Regions from separate parts of the Triticum aestivum genome. Here region 2 is linked to region 1. The links are chromatin contacts, called in public Hi-C maps. All regions are on one chromosome and are shown on one strand. Each heading gives the region's core, a stretch centred on a gene start, on an enhancer-like site or on the middle of the called end of the contact. The rest is flanking DNA. Distances are from core to core; before and after follow the strand shown. Region 1 has its middle 21 kb from the start of LOC123098449. Region 2 holds the start of LOC123098452 (monooxygenase 2).

Region 1 (7,801 bases), core at 3,084-5,583:
AGCGGCGCAGTGGCGAGAACCTCCTGATGCTCTTTGCACCGAGATCCCCCACCATTTGCTGCAAAACTTAGGCTCCAAGGACACGCAGAAAGGATAGAGCAACTAAATCCCCTTCCTCCCGCTTCTTCCAGTCCACCTCCATGGCAGCTCGAGAAGAAGTGGGGAAGAAGGAGCTTGAGCTCCAGATCTGGGACACCCGCGAGCTTTATTTCCGAGGACTCCAGCTTGATTTCGATCAGCAGCAGCGAACCAATCACCACCACCATGAGGAGCCCCTCCGGAAACCACCGCACGCGGCTCGGGCGCGCCGGCGGCAAGGTCCCCATCGGCATGACGCCAAACTCCGGCACGAGGCCAAACTCCAGTAAGGAAACAGCTAGGCTACATCTACTATCTACAGCGGCGCTCCGAGCTCCTCCCACATCTCCTCTCCGACCTGCGTCGCCGGCGGCGCAGATCCGGGATCGGGCCGGGCCCGAGACGCCTCCTCTGTCGCCTCTCTCGAACAGAACAGAAGGGAGGAGAAGAAACGAGAGAGAGAGGTGCCGCACCTGCAAGCAAACTTGTGCGCGAGGTCCGGTTCGAAACCCCTCTCAGCTTGCTATTTTGTTGTTTTGGTTTATTCTTTCTTTGTGCCACTGACATGCGGGCCCGGTTCCACGTCAGCAACTGTAGAAACACGTTATAACGGCAGGAGATGACGCACCGGCAGAATAGACGGAAATGGACTAAAATGTTCTGTTAGCAAAGTTGTTGTACTACTTTTGTGGGGTTTTTTAGTTCTTGTATGAACTTGTTCCCACCAGGACAAGTTTATGTACTATAAGTGGTATTAACTCATAATATTTCGATACAACAAAAAAGAGCATCTCAAATATTTTCAATCACTGAAACTTATCTACCCAAATATGAATCCTCCAGACTTGAATCAAACATGGAGCAAACAAGAACTTGTTGCTGAACTTATTTGTCCATGGAGTTGGATCAAACAAGGAGCAAATTGGAAATCAAACTGAAGTTTAGCATCTATAAAAAATTTAATCACTGAAAACAATCTACCCAAATATGAATCTTTCATACCTGACCAAGAAGAACTATACTTTTTATGATTGTAGATGAAAATTTTACAGAATAAATTGGGAAAAGCTATTGCATACCTCATGTGCAGCAGGTTCAGATGGCGGATGTAGTTTCGCCTAAGGTGTAGCATGCTCAAATGGCAGATGTTCTTCCGGCGAAATCGACAGAGGCGACATTGGACGGTTCTTCAAAAGTTGGTATGTGAAAGGAGATTTTGGTCAAGGGCTTCTTATGGCAGTGAAGTCTGGGCCGGGCACTCCATGCATTCCTGTTTGAGAAGTTGCCCCGCGCGAACACTTACTCCGCCTTCGGTGCAAATCAAAGACAAACGGCAACAGGAAGTTGGAGGTCGAGGAGGCTAGGGTGGCGCCGAAGAAGATTGGTGACGGATAGGGAGGGGAAGGAGAACAGGGCCGTGACAAGCTGGAGAGGAAGACCGGTCGTGCGTTGCGGTGGCAGTGTCGTACTCATTGAGGAGAGGCGTAGTGAACTACTCGAGTCGGAAGTTGTTCGTGTGTTTCTTTTTTTATAGCGAACTACTCGCCAAAAATGCCAAACAGAGACCGAGCTTCATGGAGGCCTTAATTTGAAAACTTTAAAATTCAAACTTTTTTGTTTCAAAAAGTTCTGAAAAAAATTACGCATATACCTAGATAAATAATGAACATGTGTGCAAATTTCCAGGTCGAAATACATTAAAATGAGATCTACACAAAAAAAACAAATCTGAGGCTTTTTAGCATATGTGTTGTTAATCCATAAAGACTATGATTTTTTTTGCGCAGCTCGTAAGGTATTTCATCCTGAAATTTTTCACACATACACATTACATCATCCTTGCATACATGTGTATTTATTTTAGAATTTTTTGAAACTAAAAAGTTTAAATTTTGATTTTTTTTTCAAAATAAAGGTCTTCATGGAGCTCGGCCTCTAAAATGCCCTACTCTCTGTGCGTGTGCGTCTGCATGCTCCTTTCATTTGTGTTTTTTTAACAAAACCGCTCGACCAGGCCTAAACAAAAGCAATGCCCAGGCCCAATATATATACTAGTAGACGCTTGTGCGTTACTACGGGCTATAATGTAATAAAAAAATAAGTAAGGTCGTGTCCATGGTCAGAACTCATTTCTCATTCATATGCCCGGGTGTGTTCGGGTATCAAATGGGCGCCCAGTAGGCTCTCCAAAAATTCAACCATTCGAACAATTATGCCAAATCCAGATCATATATGGGAAAGAAATGTGTGATTGTCCGCACTATCCGCCTTGTTATATCCAACAATCAGGCCCATGGACGAAGCTAGGGAAATGTGTTTGATGGGGTCATGTACATGGCACTGGGTTCATCCTTCTATAAATGTTTGTGATACTAAATTAGTGAAGGATTTTCAATTTTATAAGGCAGTTTCGTCTCTGATCGGGCCCAACACAAAATCCCCACCACACGATGCACCATTTCTTTTTTCTGTCGAACCCTCCCCTTTCAGCTCGGTTTTGCGTCGTAGCAAGACATATTTTGTTGGAGCCCTCATCTATAAAACCGTGTGAACCCCATCTCACCTTCACCATGCGTCGCAACATTGAAGAAAATTTTCATATTTACAATATAATAGAGTGGGTTAAACTAACACATACTATAACGATAATTTTACAAATAACTATAGAGATCATTCTCAAATGTTCATTCAACTTTACAAATGCACACTGCCATGGGAGTCGAGTGGCGATCTGAGCATTACCTAGTCATTAATAAGCTCCAGCCCATACACCATTCATTTTTAGAAGGGATACTTGTCATTCTTCTCTCCCCCCTACATCTTCTACTCATAGCCTCTCCACTAACCTGCTTCGTGGGCGCCAACCAACACTACGACAATACCAGTGCGTTCATCAGCACGCCTCATTTCCTTCTTCCTCCTTCTCGCCAGTTTTGGTTCTCTTTCCACTTATTTCCTAGAATACTCTTCCTTTATTTTTTTCGCTTTATTATCTGGAACATTCTTTCCGTCTCCAACAGCATGGACCATTTGGCCGGTTTATTTCTTTTTCCATCTTATTTTTGGAACACTCTTCCTTTCTACTATAGTATGAACCACCTAGCCAGTGTAGCGTCGTGTCGCCCTCGCCCGCGAATGTTTCGACAAACGTCAGCATGTGGACATCTTGCATAGCATGGTCGACATCCATCTTGATGAACACTTAGTTGCCCATGTCGCGGTCACATGGTGGTCGAGCCGCCGACCGTATGACACTTGAATTGACACATCTGGTTTTATAATGCAGTCTGCCCGACTCTTTGTATGACTAACAAGAAATATAATATGATCGCGTTCATGGATGCATGTACGTGACGGTCCGACGACCCGCCTGCCGCCTAGGCCGTCCTCCACCCTATGCTCCACGCCCTAGCATTCTCGAGCATCGTGCCGGCGTCAGGTCCGGCCACGACGCCCTTCATGGTCTCGCATGGTGTCCCGCCACAGGGGCACACATATACGGCCTACCAACTCCCATTTTATAGTAGAGATATATGTGATTTGGTAAGATAAGAAAAGATATGTGCTTTGGTAAGATAAGAAAAAATGTTATATTTGTTGTATTAGGAAAGTTATGGTTGTCAATTAATAATAGAGATAATGATAATAATAAATGGCATAGTGTGCGGGATTGGCGATTTTTATTTAGTAATATCTGATTTGGTTTGGAAGGTTATTCATAAAAAATTCTTATGCCTATCTTTTAGGATGGTGATCTCGCATATATGTTGCGATCTCTAAATTCTTAATTTTCTATCACTGGGTAGGTATAGCTATGGATATTTTTCAACTCATAGATTGATAGGCTACAACAGGTGTGCGGTGTGACATGCGAGGCTGCGACAAGTCCAAAAAGATATATGTCGGCAGAGTATTGGCGTGCGGCCGTACGACACCAAGAAACATCAACCTTTGGATCACTTGAGTTTGGGCTTGATAAACAGTGGAGATTCATCCTTTCGAACAAATCAACGACTATCCATTTGCTTCTATACAATATATACAGTGGATGCTAGTCAGTATTCAAAAATTGTTGACCTATATAAGAGAGAAAATTCTTCCCTTTTTCGGCCATAAAAGAATTTTTCTTGATAACTAGAAAATCCTTTTTTTGAGACAAAGAAAACCTTTCTTTTGGGCTGGTGCTCTGGAGGCCCAAAGTTTTCGTCGAGCCCGTGTTGTATTAGGCAATCCAGCCCAGGCCGTAAGTTTCAGAGTCCAACAAGGAGATTTCCCGTGCTCAATTCTACCACCCGAACCGACAAAACACGGGCTGGGGTCCAGTCCACGTCGAGCAGTCAGCAACTCAGCATTGCGAAAATTCTTTCATCCTTCCCGATAGAAAAGCCGAGGGCTGGGGTTTAGCCGCGGCGCCTCTTTTTCTCTCTCCACGAATCTAGGGTTTCCACCTCGTCATCGCCATGGACTTCGACGAGTACGAGTACCTCGAGAAGACGGTCGAGGCCTCCGCCGCGCCTCCGGCCAACGGATCCGACGGGAAGGACCGCAGCTCCCGCCGCCGGAGCAGCGCCGGCGACGGAGAGGACCGCGACGACGGCGAGCGCCGGTCCAAGCGCTCTCGCTCCGAGCACCGCGACCGCGACCTCGAGAGCCGGGAGCGCCACCGCAGCAGCCGGGAGCGCCGGGACCGCGACCGGGACCGGGACGTGAGGGAGAAGGAGAGGCTGGGCAGGGAGAGCGAGCGGGAGAGGGAGAAGGAGAGGGAGCGGAGGAGCCGCGACCGCGACCGCGAGCGGGAGAAGGAGAGGGAGAGGGAGCGGAGGAGCCGCAGCCGGTCGGAGCGTCGCCGTGATGACGACGAGCGAGAGCGAGAGCGCTTCCGTGAGCGCGACTACCGTGACCGTGACGTCAGGTGCCAACTCATGACTCTGAACTTTATCGGACTTGTTTTTTTAATAAGAACCTAGTGATGTGGTACATCTGTGTTTGTGTGTTCTGGCTCGCGCAGATACCGGCCTTAGGATTGGAAGGGATGATGTGTTTGCTGCATATTTGCGCAGTTACAGCATCAAATTTTCACTTAGTACCTTTCCTCTACCAGACCGCAGCCAGTGTTCAGTTGTGTTCCTTAAAATTTCTTATGTCATATATACCTTGGTTTATTCAAAGTAATACAATTAAACATTAGTATTGGAACCTGCAGATTCAATGTGCTAGTGCAGTCTCCAGTTGGTCTTGATATTGAGCCTGACCTTGGATATAAGGTGATTTATTTTGAGTTCCTATATGAAGTTGGCATAGCATAATAGGATAATGAATCTGGAAATCTATACGTGATGATATCATTTTGCGGTTTTGCGCGGTAGCGTGTTTCTGAGAGCAATGACGACATCTGTGATTACAGATTTCCTGCATCCAGAACACAAGGCTGAACTATATTTCTCCTGTTGCAGAATTCCGATGAAGGGGTGTGTTGGGATTTTTCACTGAAGCATTGCCTCTTATTGTAAAGAGGACTCAATGTTTGTCCCCTTGCACAAACAAGCCTTTTAATTTCTGCTCCCTCTTTGCAGGAGATATTAAAGTCAAGTTACCTAAACAATCGCATGTCTTACAATGCAGGGCTTACCCTTTTCTTCCTCCCCGATAGGATGTCGATTTGCTGGGTGTCTGTTTTTTACCTTTCGTGACACTGACTGCAGTGCTTCTTGACCTTTTGACTCTATTTGTATTGATAAATGGGGAGAATGTTAGTATGATGTATAGGTTCTGATTCGTAATTGGTGTTTCTGTTTTCCTACATATCCATTCTTATGAATATTTTTTTCCTGTTTGCAGACGTAGGAAAGAAGATGGTGCTGAACCTGAAGCAGATCCAGAAAGAGATCAAAGAACTGTATTTGCCTTCCAGGTTGCGTTCATTTAACAAGCTAACATATTCAGCCTGTTGGTATATGCAATTTTGAGAACTTTTGTCTCGAAGCTAATGTTTATAAGCATAATGACAGCTATCATTGAAGGCGGATGAAAGAGATGTGTATGAGTTCTTCTCAAGGGCCGGGAAGGCAAGCATCTGCTTTTACACCCTTTTTGTTCTAGTAGTAATCACCCTGTTTATCTTGTTTTGTTCTTTAACTCAAGGGCCGGAAAGGCAAGCCTCCAATTTTTACATCCTTTTTGTTATACTAGTAGTCACCCTGTTTATCTCGTTTTGTTCTTTATTTAGGAAATAGTGGAACATTTGTGATATGTACACTATACACAATGTCAGTTCGCTAAACTTTCTCTTGAATTAAACAGATAATAAGCTGGTTCTGTTAAAGAGGAATATTATTTTCTAATTGGATGAACCGGAACCTAACTGATGAATGCTTTTGGATTGTTCCTTCACCTTGACCTTACACTAACCAGTGATAAGATATTTCTGTTGATATTCATCTATTTGCTATTTAGTGCATTATTGATCTTTTTTTAATCTTTGTCATGTTATTTTTCTAGGTCCGGGATGTCCGCTTAATAATGGATCGAAACTCACGACGTTCTAAAGGAGTCGGGTGAGTATTTAATGTGTATCATATTTGCTGTGCATTGTCTTGCAATTCTTTTGTTACCATTGCACCCTTGCTGTTCCCAATTTTATTTTATTTTGTTGTGATGATGGACAGAAGATAGAACACATACATATTTTGACTATGCAGTGTTTAACATAAAACATGACTGTTTCACATTGCTATTTTTGTGCATTTTCAATTGATTCGTATGAACAGCCAATATTTTAGGGATAACAACGTCTTGCAGCATATTGTTTGGAGCACATGATATTGGCCCTAGAAATAAAGATGGCCTTATTGACAGCTGATAATCTAATTTTAATGTTCTTGCATTGTCAGGTATATTGAATTTTATGATGCTATGTCGGTTCCAATGGCGATTGCTCTTTTAGAGGTCAACCGCTTCTTGGTCAACCAGTGGACGTTAAGGCATCAGAGGCTGAAAAGAATCTAGTTCAGTCTAATGCTTCGTCAAGTGTAGCAGCTTCAGGTGGGGCAAGGAAGTTGTATGTTGGAAATCTTCACTCCAATATTACAGAGGAGCAGTTGAGACTGGTAATAATCAAGCATATAGTTTATATGTGCAGATTTCTAAAGTTTACATAACTGAAAACTCCTTAACTAGTGGTTGTTGATTTCGTTTTATAGGGTCATGCATGTTACTGCTGCTTATATATCCTTGTTATGTGGTATTTGTGCCATTATTTAAGGGTTCTTTTTTCCAGGTCTTCGAACCATTTGGATTGGTTGAGCTTGTCCAGCTGCCTGTAGACCCACTTACCGGATTATGTAAAGGTTTTGGTTTTGTGCAGGCATGTATTTTGTTATGAAAGCAGTTCATTTTCTGTTTGTGCGTAATTCTCAGTTTCTCACTCTGCTCCATCTCATTACTTAGTTTGCACGTCTGGAAGATGCAAAAGCTGCTCAGAGTTTAAATGGTCAACTTGATATTGCTGGAAAAGTAATCAAGGTGAGTTCTTACCTGCCTCCCTCTTGGTTGTTTTAACTTTTAACTTTGTTACACCACATGCCAATATGCCAATCAAATATCATGACCAGGTTTCAGCTGTGACGGAGCAACCGGGAGTGCAAGCCAGTGGGGCAACCGCAGGCGATTTGGATGATGACGAAGGTGGAGGCTTGGTAGGTGTTATTTCTGCGAGGCATTCTTT
Region 2 (7,310 bases), core at 3,276-5,775, 170 kb before region 1:
CTGCAATGGCCTGAAGAACGAGGCAATTCTTGGAAGCAACACATACATGTGGTCTCTCTTTCACTATGATTCCAAGGTTGTTTCTCTCCATATTCCATTCGTCCGGTCATCTCCTTGTTGTCTATTGTGTGTCTTTTCCTGATTCGTTTGTCGTCTCGCAGCTGGACTTTGGCAGCCGCTGCTCCTCGGCAATCAACAGGAGGTACAGCCGCTGCCACCACTCCTTCGCAACGACGCAGGCCAGCGACGAGGAGGCTCGCAATGGTGGGGGACACATCACCATCTGCCGGAGAGGAGAAAGGCATACCTACCCCTTAACGATTGAAATGCAGGTCCAGGGAAAACATCTGGTTAGTCTGCTTGCTGTTCTGGACATGAATCTCGCGTTTGGTTGAGTTTCAGATCTAATGGGAACTGAAACTAGCTCTTAGGATATAAATGTTCTTGTATAGTTTCAGTTCCATGTACCTTTTGATTGATAATATTAAGGATATGCCTCTAAGATCTGTTTGCCAATTTACAAATGTGTTTCCATGTTTCTGTCTTCATGTACTGTGGTCTTTTTTATTCACTACTCAAAAAAATTGGAGTACTATGTAGCCATCTCATTCCAGATTTTTTGCCACTTGTGTTGCTCGCACTACTAAAATATTTTAGTCTATATGGGTTTTCAGAATGGTATGGTTGTAACTGTAATCTTCATTGTTAGTCAAAGTACTTATATTATTGAAATATTGTGGTTCTCTATAAATATCAATTCTCATTGGGTGACCGAATTAGACTCTGGCACGAACTACCATATTATGGTTATGTATCAAAATAAAATCTGCTTTAATGTAAGCTCTAAGACTACATGAACTACCATATTTTCTCATTTGTTGGCTAGAGTAAAAAATAGGGGCATGCTCTAACAGTGGCACATTTTATTTGCAGTACTACTATTGGGCCAATTGATGCTAGGTGTACATTGAGATATTTAAAAAAAAATAGATCCTTGATGCCAGACATAGTGCAATGGTGAGATCCACTTATTTATGATGGCGAGGGTGATTGTTAGGCTGGCATGTGGAGCTGTACTAATAAGCTATGAGAAGGTCGATGCGTGAATTATATTCTCACTATAAATAAAACACACTGAATTCTTTTGCTGACATGATATGTCCATCGGCAGGTCCTCACATCACAACACCCGAGCAAGTCTGGCAAGGCTTGCTCGCCATGGCCTACCACATCAGCGGGACGGATCGAGCACGTGATCACCATCCGCAGGTCTTTCGTCACAACACCTGAGCGAGCGAGATGTTCAGACAAAGTTATATGATACACTGCTATTGACATATGTCGTAGATGGACAGTACATATCGTTTCTCTCCATGTTACAATTTCTGTGACCTCGGCATTTGGAAGACATGTCATCTGAATCGTCTATCATGACCGAACCATTACTATCACAAGCATCTTACTTTTAGAAATCCATATGATGGTTCAGTTATCTATATTATGTGTGCCATTTGTTACCTCTGAAATATATATTATGTGTGCCCTGTCATGTTGGTTTATTTTTGGTGCCAAAATGCTGTTGAGCATTTGGTGTGACTGATTGCACTGCCCATTTAGTGTTGTCTGGGCATATGCCATGTATTGAACACAACCATGTTATCTATAAAGGCAATTTTTCATTTTTATGCATTAAACTGATCCATTCTCGGCAACTTTTCTCGCAATAATATATACTTTGTTTATACGCTTGGATAATGGGTTGAGCCAGGCACCACGCGCCAAGGCGCGTTTCCTATCTAGTAGGACATTCATCGGCCCACGCATGACCCAAAATGAGATAAGTGGTTTGCCTGCTCTGGACAATGACGACAGGTTGATTATTTATGCCTTATAGTCGACTTAAAATTAGTTATTCCGTATTTCTCAGTCAACTATTCATAGAGATCAATGTTTTTCATACCACCTTTTGCACATTTCGAATCAGATGAAATGGTACACCACGTGACCAAAGCCGGCTTCAGGGGCGTTCGGTTGTGGCCCTCCGACCGGTACGGCGTAGAGTTCCAGCACACCAGCCATCGGTACTGGTTGGGCACTTTGCGGAGCGCGGACCTTGCCGCCTGCGTGTACGACATAGCGGTGTGGTGGCTCGGTCTACCGCCGGAAAGGCTCAACTTCTCCGAGATTGACTCGTTGGAGGCAGCAGAGCTCGTCGGGCCAAAGGTCACCATTGTGACTCGCTCGACGAAGCCGAAGCCGAGGAACAACAAAGTTGCCGAGGAGAGCGAGGTTCGCAAGGGAGCATCCAGAATATGCCCAGTACGAGCAGGAGTGGTACTGGGAGAGGGACGTAGAGAAGAAGAAGGCGAAGAACAATGACGAGGCATGACCTTCCTCTTCGAAGGTGGTGGTCAACCTCGATTTGTCCGACGACGACAGTGACCGACGACGACATTGATTGGGACGAACTTGAGCGTGAGGAGAACGAGGATGAGATCGAGTGGGACAACAACGACAGCGAGTAGTGTGTCCCTGGTGCTAGTAGTAGTCTAGAAGCAGGGGTGTACCCAGGCCCCAGCCTACCAGGGCGGTGGCCGGCTGATCCTTTGGGGCTGTAGCTAAGGATCACTGTTTGGCACTGTTTCGCGCTGTACCAATGTTGTTGGCCTGGCCTGGCTACGCGGTTGTCTATAAGTACTATGTTCGAACTTTGCATGAAGTTGGAATCCGAGTATGTTTGATCTTTGAGGAAATATGTAATGCAATGCGAGACTTTTGATATTTTGATGCCCTGTTATAGGCAGCTGTTGGAAACGCAACATTTTCGTGCCAAAAGATGCAGTTTTGGTGCCTTCTTTTTTTTTTTACTCCGAGCCTTTTGGTGCCCTGTTTCAGGGCTGGAGATGCTTTGACTATCCTGATCGCCTCAAATGTACTAGTACTACTGTACTCCCTAGCTTGACAGGGTCCCGCAGTCGTAGTCCGACATCTTCACGAGCCTTCCCGCGAGTACTCCAGCCAACACCTTCTCCCGCAGAAAGCTGATGATCCTGTTACCACTCTGCTGCAGGAAGCCGACAACGTAGGCCGTTCCGATGAGCTCGATGCTCCTCCACCGCCGTATACCGACGTACCTGCGCAGGCCCGACTCGATCCTCTCCTTCTCAGTGCCGCCTGTCGCTCCGTCGCCATCGCCACCGAGGATGGCCTCGCCGAGGCATCTGGCCAGTACGACGCCGTCCTCCAGCGCCGCGCAGCCGCCCTGGCCCAGGTCCGGCGTCATCGGGTGCAGCGCGTCTCCGGCCACGCACACGTCCCCCTTGCTGATGCCCGCGAACACGAGCGAGAGCGGCGGCCGGAACCGCAGCGGCGCGGCGGGCGCGTCGTCGCTCAGCTCGCTCCTCTCCACCACTTCCCGCGCCTCTGCGGGCACCTTGGAGCTCCTCAGCTTCGTCAGCACGTACTGCTTCATCTTGGTACCGCTCTCAGCGACACCATCATCTGCACGTCAGTCAACGCGAGACGTTAAATAGACATCAGGGTCAGGGCATCGCCATGGATGCAGAGAGTGGTGAGCTAGACTGACCGTCTTGGGAGGGAGACCATGTGTAGAACCAGTAGACGTCGGTGTCGTTGCAGGGCACGAAGCCGAAGCGGAAGCCGTTGCCAAAGAGCTGCAAGAACTTGGGCGGGAAGCCGTGGCCGTCGGGGTAACACGCGAGGCCCCGCGTGGCGGAGCGCCCGGAGTGCGACGGCTTGGCGAGCCCCAGCCATCTGGCCACCACGGAGTTGATCCCGTCGCAGCCGACCAGCACCTTCGCCCGGAGAGTCGAGCCGTCGGCGAGGTGGAGCATCTTGGCGCCGTCGCCGTGCTCGTCGATGGAGACGATCTTGGAGGAGTAGCGGATGGTGCCCGTCGGCAGCTCCGCCGCCAGGACCTGCAGCAGCACGTCCCGCCTGACGCAGCTGAACTCGTCCCTGAAGTCCACCTCCTTCGCTATCTCACCCGTGGACGCCGACATGACGCGCAGCCCCTCGATGTGCAGGTGGAGCTTCCTGATCTGGTCGCCGACGCCGAGGGCGTCGAGCGCGCGGAAGGCGTTGGGCCACGTGGCGAAGGCGAACCCCGACGCCCGGAGCGACGGGGACGACTCCAGCACCACGCTCCTCACCCCTTTCCTGTGCAGCCCGAGCGCGGCGGCGAGCCCGGCGAGCCCGGCGCCCACGATCACGATGTCCTCGCCGGACTCCTCTTGCCGCTGCATGCTTGCCGCCGCTGCGGTGAACTTTCGGAAGAGAGCGCCTGATTGTTCAACACGAATCAACCAATCTAGCTAGAGCTCCTCCTTTCGATTGGACATATATAGTTCGACAGTGAATGGAGCTTGGAGCTTGAAGATTGACGTCATTGCTGATTATATCGGAGTAGTAGTAGTATATCGTTTCCATGAATGGCCTGCGCTGCTCATTCATCAAAGTCACTTGTGGTGCCAAAGTTGTCTCATAAAAAGAAAAAAACTTGTGGTGCCAAACTGAATTTGGATAGCCGGAAAAGGACAGCTCGCAGTAGCAAACAAACATGTGACCGGAAATTCCGCAGCTCCCTGTCACACCCCACCGCTATCTAGTCGATAGGCTGCGGGAGCCACACTGATTGGCTTGGCTGCTTTTTAGGCCACCATTTTCGTTCTAAATTTTACTACTACCTCCCTCCGGGTTTATTGGTCCCTTCGTATTTTGTGCCCAACTTTAATCATAGTTTGATTAAGAAATTATGAATCGTATGTCACCAAACTTATATTGCTGGATTCATATTTAAAAAAGTTTTAATGATACTATTTTTAGGGTATATAACTTATTTTTTTATAGTTAAATTAAAGATCAAAGTTTGACCCAAACTACATGAAAGACTAATAAACTAGGACGGAGTAGCTCTATTCAAGTGAAAATTGGTATAAATTCATGTCAATCTCCATCATTTCTTTGTTCTTTTGTTTTATCTTTGCTGTTGTGAAAACGAAAATGGCTGGGCTCAACCGGCTGATTTTCACGCCCGCATCTGCCGCCATTATTGGTCGACATGTGGCCTAGTGGACCTCACATGTCTCTCTCCCTCGTCTTATCTCTTCCTTAGACTACCCACAGTGAGAGTAATATAGGTAGTAACATCACACATATCTAGATAAAATAGATGATGTAGCAAGCAATAAATGAAGAAAGAGAGTCATGTAGTAACATAGTTAGTTAGGCTGATCACAATGGGCAAGAACATAAGCTAGTAACTTACACACTTCCCTAGACTATGTTACTACCTTCATAGTGGGTACGAACATCTATGTAGTGTCATGCAACGATGTATTTATTAGGTTATAGACTCGTTATTTCTTGGAGTGTGTGATGTTCCGGTAACTTAGCTAGTTACCACAAGCACCTCTCTCTTCATTAAATATGTGCCACATAAGCAAAGTTGTATTGGAGTGTGTGATGTTACTCCTAAGTTCCTCCCCATTGTGACCAGTCTTACTACTAGTATGAGTAACATCACACATATCAAGGCAAAATGAGTTTATAGCCTAATAAATGAAGTGTTGAATGTTACCACACATATGTTACTCCCCACTATAGAGGTAGTAACATAGAGTAGTAACATGGGCATGTTACTACTCTATGTTACTACCCATTGTGGCTAGTCTTAGCCTCATAAAAAAAATCTCTTCTTCAGGCTCACATTTTTCTCTCGTTGGCAACTGCCTCACCTTTATCTAGTTGAGCGAGCGGAGGTGACGGTGGAGCAACGGTCAACGATGTCCACCTCAGCTAGCGTCGACGTCTGCACCTCGGCCATCGTCGGCGTCTGCGACAGTAGGCATGTACACCACCGCCATGGACGTTGCGCTGCTGCTCAAGCCCAAGCTCGAGATGCTGCAGCAGCCCTCACCTCCGGACAACTACCTGCGCTGGACCGTCACCAGTTTCCGTCGTCGCCCGTTGGTGGTGCCCTGCGAGCCACTACGACCCCTAGAGGCACTGCTCAATTCCCCCTTGATTTGTGGTGTGTCATAATGTTGCAGAGAGCCGGAATTGAGAGAGGTGGGAGTTTGGCAACGTCGGTAGTGATTGTTGTGGACGTCGACGGTGACATATCAAAAACTACATACGTTGATAAGCAAACAGAACTACTCTCTCTGTCTCATAATATCAGAGCGTTTTTGACACGGAGTACAATAGTCCATGCTTATTGAAATAACTGATAGGAACTACTTAAATTGAAAAGAGAAAATTGTACACCAAAAGTATAAGGTCTTGATAGTCTTGGTTCCCTTAATACCTGAACTATTTTGCAAAGTAAAGGAAAATAAGATAAGCTTTGCAGATTAAAAAGTACTCCCTCCGTCCCATAATATAAGACGTTTTTGCAAGCTATGTTTAGCTTGGAGTTAAATACACTGGAGGTCCTAAAAGTTTCGGTGCAGTGTCACTTTAGTCCTATATCTTTCAAAGTGCACCTTTAGGTCCTAATTCTATAGTAAGTGGTTCATCAGAGGTCCCTTTTTCCATTAGCGCTCGTTGACCTGCTTGCGTGGCGCATTGACCCATGTCACATCGACTCAGGGGCCGCGGAGGCTGCTCTATTTTACAGAAAACCCCTTATAAACATTGTCTTCACAATCCCCACTCACTGGGCTCTCATTCTTCCCCAAATCCCTCTCTCTCTCTCTCTCTCTCTCTCTCGCCCCCTAACCCTAGTCATGGTCGGCACTTCAAGCTCCTCGGCGGGGAAGCAGCTGAAGAAGAGGAGCATGGCAACGTCGTCGTCTGCGCTGCCGCTGCCTCCGCCGGCGGCGCAAGCTCCAACTTCGCCGGGTATGTCATTGCCACCGGTGGTGTGTCCTTGTTGTCGTGTCCACAGCACTAGTAAGCTTTAGTCAAAATCTACTGCCAACCCCGGACGGGTGTTCTACAAGTGTTCGAACCATCGTGCAAGAACCAAGAGTTTGAGATTTTGGAGCCATTTTCTTTGATTCTATCCCATTTCTCTATTTCTGAATTGTTCAATTTTGTTAACGTTGGACCGAATCCATGCCAGCACAAATTTTGGGAAGATGGCCAGTGAGTGGGGATTGTGAAGAACAATGTTTATAAGGGGTTTTCTATAAAACAGAGCAGCCCCTAAGTCGACGTGGCATGGGTCAACACGCCACGCGAGCAAGTCAGCGAGCGCTAGTGGTAAAAAAGGACCTCGGGTGAACCGTTTACTATAGAATTAGGACCTAAAGATGCATTTTGAAAGATATAGGACTAAAGTGACA

Evidence for each region. A called contact is a pair of places that touch in the nucleus more often than the background predicts.
Region 2: a Hi-C map of leaf shows a contact between it and region 1, with 8 times the contacts expected there. The contact joins the promoter of LOC123098452 here to the enhancer-like site in region 1. A contact is called at or near these places in 3 of 5 Hi-C or Micro-C datasets (leaf and root) and 1 of 1 datasets of contacts at active chromatin or transcription factors (leaf).

Annotation. Positions count from the first base shown.
Region 1 is chr4D:440,094,518-440,102,318 of IWGSC CS RefSeq v2.1, reverse strand. It overlaps the pseudogene LOC123098451. Among protein-coding and RNA genes, the nearest start is that of LOC123098449, 21 kb to the right of the region's middle. Within about 2 kb of position 4,333, at least 8 of the 8 cell types and tissues checked have an H3K27ac peak or open chromatin away from gene starts, as enhancers often do. A contact at or near this core is called in leaf and root, where this site is marked.
Region 2 is chr4D:440,263,248-440,270,557 of IWGSC CS RefSeq v2.1, reverse strand. It overlaps LOC123098452 (monooxygenase 2), which reads right to left and starts at 4,525. Exons shown (of 2, transcript XM_044520439.1): 1 at 3,587-4,525; 2 at 2,754-3,501. The coding sequence starts at 4,265. The coding sequence ends at 2,954.